Regions from separate parts of the Mus musculus genome. Here region 1 is linked to region 2. A link is a contact called in public promoter capture Hi-C data. All regions are on one chromosome and are shown on one strand. Each heading gives the region's core, a stretch centred on a gene start, on an enhancer-like site or on the middle of the called end of the contact. The rest is flanking DNA. Distances are from core to core; before and after follow the strand shown.

The links. Promoter capture Hi-C pulls out the DNA fragments that hold promoters and counts their contacts.
Region 1: a contact with region 2 is called in a promoter capture Hi-C map of pre-B cells, with 2.8 times the contacts expected there. The contact joins the promoter of 1700010G06Rik here to the promoter of Wdyhv1 in region 2. A contact is called at or near these places in 1 of 39 promoter capture datasets (pre-B cells) and 1 of 484 Hi-C or Micro-C datasets (CD4 T cells).

The regions. Positions count from the first base shown.
Region 1 is chr15:64,312,689-64,315,388 of GRCm38.p6, forward strand. 1700010G06Rik (a long non-coding RNA gene) reads left to right here and starts at 1,430. Exons shown (of 2, transcript XR_003951590.1): 1 at 1,430-1,845; 2 at 2,270-2,700. The region is part of intron 2 of Asap1 (ArfGAP with SH3 domain, ankyrin repeat and PH domain1); the gene reads right to left.
Region 2 is chr15:58,140,113-58,142,812 of GRCm38.p6, forward strand. Wdyhv1 (WDYHV motif containing 1) reads left to right here and starts at 1,254. Exons shown (of 6, transcript NM_029734.2): 1 at 1,254-1,469. The coding sequence starts at 1,381.

The DNA of each region.
Region 1 (2,700 bases), core at 180-2,679, 6.2 Mb after region 2:
TCCCCGAGCGCACGCAAGGGGCGGCGGGGCGGGGCGGGGCGGGGCGCGACGGGGAGGGGCGGGGCTGGGCGGAACGGACCGCTCCGGTGGCGCTGACAAGCGGCGAGGCTCGACCGACTGGGGCGCTCGCTCCCGCGGAGCGGCGGGCGGCGCGCCCGCGCCAGTCACGGGGACAAACACGGAAGTGCTCTGCGCACGCGCCCCGCACGCCCCGCCCGCCCCTCTCTCTCCACTTACCCCCCCCCCCCGCCGCCCGGCCCTCGCGCGGCCCCCACCTCGCAGCCGCCGGCGCTGGTGCTCGTGCCCGTGGGGCTCCGGAACCGCGCCCCACGCACACACACACACACCCGGCCGCCCCCGGAGCGGTTACTTCAGCGAGCTGGTTACGCGAGCGTTTTTGCAAGAGAGGGACCAAAAAAAAAAAAAAAAAAAAAGTTGTTCGTGTTCTTTTTTAGTCCCGAGTGGGTGCAGGAAGCGAGGCCCGGAAAGCCGTCTCCCTTCTGCGCGGACCGAGGGATGGGGGCGCAGCCCTGCTGCCCTCTGAACGCCAATGCTGTGCCTTGTGCAGAGACAGGAAGGGTTGTTTTAAAATACTTTCATCTGTCCAGATGTATTTGGTTTTTTTTTTTTCTTCCCCTACCCCAGAGGACCGCCGAGCATCCGGAGATGCAAAAAGTATTTCTCAGGTGCAAATGCTCTTCACTGCTAAGCAGGAACTGACTTTCTTCTGAGAAAAGTACCAATTCAGCCCCAGCAAGATGTCTACTGTTGTTAGTCCAACATACCCATCTAATTTCTCACCACCGACTGGAAGATTTTGAGAATGGTATCAACAAAACCCACCTAGTCCTTGGGATTGGCCTCCAGGAGCCCTTGAAAGCGTATGACTGGCCTCCATTAAAGCCTGCTTTGGAAGGCAAGCCCTGTGGCCCACTCAGACCTGCCTGCATACCGTCCGATATAGCTAGCTAGAGGTTGTGTTCGCTGGCCTTTCTGGCCGCGTGTGGGTCGTGTGGCTCAGGGACCCACGGAGAGGGCTTGTCTTGAGTGAGGACCGGCAGGGAGGGAGGAGAAGACTGCATGTCAAGAGGAAAAGGTTCGCCTCACAAGCTGACAAATTCTGAGATGAGTGATGTCGGCAAGGGCCACATTCCTGCTGTCTTGGAATTTGCTTTGCAGCAGAGGACCAGACAAATAGGCAATACAGAGGAGGAGTAGGAGAAAATGACAGAGCCATACATAAACCATGGTCAGAGAAGGCTCAGTCAAAGTGTGCAGAATAGAATGGATACACCACTCGATACCCTGTTGGCTGGGAATCTTGGACCCCTAACTGCCTCCCATGAAAGTAGAAGACAGGGACCCTCATGGAGGAGGCTGAGTTCATGGATGAGGACTTGCTCTCTGCATAGGAAAAAATGGGTTAAAATGTGTGCTGTTTCTCTTCCTGGCTTGACCGAATTGGGTGTGCACTGTGCCTCCACTGCGGTTCCTACCAGTGCTCTCCAAGGCAGGGAAGTGTCTCCGCCTACTACAGGAAGAACTTGCTAAGGGAATGAGCATAAAGAAACACATCCCTGGCAAACTGACCTTTTAAAAAAAACTAGTGAATAAAGAGGTTAAACATAAACAAGAGTACTTTCTCTCCTCAGTACTTTAAAAGTTTGGTTTGGGAGACATGGAGGGTTTAGCTCTCAGGGAGAAAATAAGGCAGGAGGAGACTGGCAGCTGACCACCCCACAAGGGCAGGCTCACTGGTTGCCAGGGCTGCAAGATGTAGCATTTGGAGAATGAACATTCCAGAAGAGAATCCTAGCTCATTTCTCACAGCATCTGGAAAATTCTGTAAGTTGGAACAAATATGACCCTCACTAGCTTGGCCTAATTAAGCTCCCTGCGCCTCAGAAATCCCATGCTCCCCTATAAAGTACTGAGAGCAAATCAGCGAGAAAAATCAGTGAGCACTGGGGCTTCCCTCTGAAAGGATTTGTCTTCCTCAGGGCTGTGAGCCAGTCTGGTCCCACCCCCCACACCCCAGTTGTCATCTAGTACCTGCCCTGTCTACTGAGCTGGCAGCACTCCTCTGTGTGTGTGACATAAACAGTAAAAATGAACTGTTGTTCAGAGCCTAGACTTAGCTAATAAGTGTGTCTGTTCCCAGAGACCCTGAATTCCACAGCTTTCTCTCCTAATTCAGATACCTTGGGTTTGGGTGGCATGAGTTTATCAAATAAGAGGGTAAGGCGTGTCAAAAATGACCACCACACAGAGCCCTCCCAGCTCCAGCCGGTTTGCTCCCACACCTGGCTCTGCAGATGAACGAGTCAAGATTATTCCAAGCTCAGCAGTGGTAAACAGCCAGGGATTTCTTTCTGAATTCACCGGAGAGCCCAAACTGCCGCCACCAATTGCTGTTTCAGTTTCCTCCGAAGATTATGTTATGTATCTGCCCCTCCCCTGCCTCCTCCAGCCAAGAGGGGACTATATGAACAATGAGATATTGTGCTCTGGTAAGCATATACCTCCTTAGACTGGTCTGCAATTAGAATTTCAAAGCTTCGCACCTCAACCCACCATCTCTGGGGTTCATGGACCATAATCCTCTTTAAATTTGAAACCATGCCCTGGTGCAAAACCATCTGCACCTCCCTTTTTCTCAAATACCCCGAACGCCATTCCTGGATATCTAAAAGCAAATAG
Region 2 (2,700 bases), core at 4-2,503:
CTAGCTCTGGTCCCTTCTAGAAACTGCAGGGATCCTCTTTCCCTTGCAATCTCTTTCCATCCTTCTACTGAGAAAGCTTAACTTCACACTCACTTTGTACTAACCAAGAGAGGCTTCATGACTGCCACTCCCTGCCTCCCAGCCTCTGTTGAAGGGAGTATTCAAGCTGAAACAATAAATTGGTAACAGACACAAACACATGTTTAGTTTGTAGGATTTATGGGTTTTGGACAGCAGCTGAAGTTCACCAGAATACCACCAGCACAGCACTTTATGGGGTTGGGGTCTCAGAAGGCTGAGAGTCTGTGGGTGGCCTATAATCTAATCTTAAGAAGTCCAGCGTTTGCAGGGAGGTTCTCTGAGCACTTAAGGCACACACAGGAGACTGGGATGTCTATAGAGACAGTTCTCTATGTCTTTAATTCACTATGCATAAACACTGTTTTAGCAATTTGGTGTCTTCTCTTTTGAAAATAAATATGATTAACACAAAATGCTATCCAGACTCTTTAAATCTTTTTTTTTTTAAAAGAAAAATTCTTTTGTAGTCTAGGATCACCTTGCATTAGAAGCAATCCTCCTGCTTCAGTCTCCTGCATGCAAGGACTTTAGGTGTCTGTCACCACACCTGGTTAAAACTTTTTTTCTTTAAAATACACACACACACACGGAGAGGGAGAGAGATCCAGATGAGAAGAAATTAAATTACAATATGGTGAGATCTGGGTGCACTGCACTAACACCCCCCCCCCCCCCCCCCGTTCGCCTTTCTTTCTCAGTTCCTGCTCTAAAGGTTCAGCTTTCGTGCGTGCCCAAGCATCTCTTAGTTTAGAGTTTCTTCTGGTTTCACACAGCGGGCAACCTTAGCTGGAGTTTTAAGTGTATCCGGAAGCTCATATCTAAACACTGGCAACAACACAAGCAATCCCTCCATGGGAGGGCGACTAGGTCTACGCAGCGTAGCTCAAGAACAGGTTCGGTTTGGGGTCCGGGTGGTGGGGGGGGCGGGGCGAGAGGGAAGCCTCTAAGTGCATCCCGCTCTGCCACAGGCTCCACCCACCACGCAAAACCTGGCAAGAACTACACAGTTCAAGTCATCCTAAGATTCGCATTCCCAGCCCCCTCTCCACCAGCCTCGCCCCACCCCCACCCCCCTCAGATCCCACTCATTCTCTCAGGCCCCGCCCACCCGGAACCACGCAGGCTTCGTCATCCCGGGCTCCGCCCTCACGCTGCACGGGGCCCCGCCCACCCGGCTCTCGGCTCTCCCACCCGGAAACTGTCCTGGCCGCCTACTCTGTTGTCCTCTCCTCCTGGGAGACTGGCGACAATTGCGGCCAGCGGGTTGTTTAGTTGACCTGTGAGCCACAGCTTCGGGTCATGGAGGGGGACGGCCCCGCCGCCACGGCCCCGCAGTACCAGCCGGTCTGTCCTACGCGGGACGCATGTGTCTACAACAGCTGCTATTGGTGAGAGAGCGCGGGCGCGGACCCCGGGAATCTGCGCGGTTTCGCGCGCCGCCACCAATGCGCCCCTCTCCTGGATGCTCCCCTGAGTGCTGCTGCTGGCCTACACTGCCCGGGTTTAGCGCCGGGATGAGGAGGGTGGGGAACGCATTTCTGGTCTCCTTAGCTGAGCCTGAGCAGTGGGGTGAAGTCGGGGCGTCTTAGTGCATAGGGACAAGGGAGGGAGGGGAGTTAGGCTGGAGACCCAATGGTAACTGTTGAAGTCTGCATTGATTCAGGTTGAAGTATACGTCTTTATAATTTTAAAGACAATGGAGACACAGAATTTGTGGTAGTAGGAAATCCAGTTCAGGCAACTGGCTACCCTGATTACCTTACTGGCATTACCTTACTGGCCATATGATAATGGTTGCATTTGCACCATCCTTGCCATATGCTAGGCATTGTTTTGCGTGCATGGTGTAAATTAACTCAGTTGAACCTCACAGTAATCCCAAGAGGTAGGTACTGGTGTGATTGCAGCTTGGAAGAACTCTGAGGTACTGAAGGGTGTGCTGCTGTTTTACACAAGGCCCCGGGATTGTGAGGTTAGTGTCCTAGGCTGCTTGTGCAAACACCGTTCACCTTGCCTTTTTTGTCCCTAGGCCTCATCTTCCTTTTGTGTAGGGACTGCTATCCCAACTCAGGAGAAACCTCAGGATCATTTAAATAGACTCCTCTCAACTCTAGCTGGTCACTCAAACAAGGACTCTAAGAACTTAGCATTCAGCTGTGACTGACCAGTGACCACTTTAGCTCAAGTCCAAGTGCTTGCCCTGGTTCTCAATCTTCCAGGGCTGTGACCCTTTAATACAGATCTTCTTGTTGTGGTGACCCACAGCTGTAAAAACTTCGTTGCTATTTCACAACTAATTTTGCTACTGTTAAGAATCGTAGTGTAAATATCTGATATTCAACGCCATGACCCACAGATTGAGAACAGGGGGTGGTAGAGCGATGTCTTGGAGACAGGTTCTGTGGTAATTATTGACACTACAAAGGCTGAACTATAGAATGGTTGTGGTTTGTCCCAGACCACACAACTAAGTGGAATGAGATCTGGAGTCTACATGGTGGTTGGGAGTCCTTCTTTTTTAGCTGTTGCATTATAGATCTGCTCCGCCTGGTTTCCAAATCCTGCTAGTTTTTATCTGGAACATTTACTCTGTGTCTTCCATTTATTTAGTAAATATTT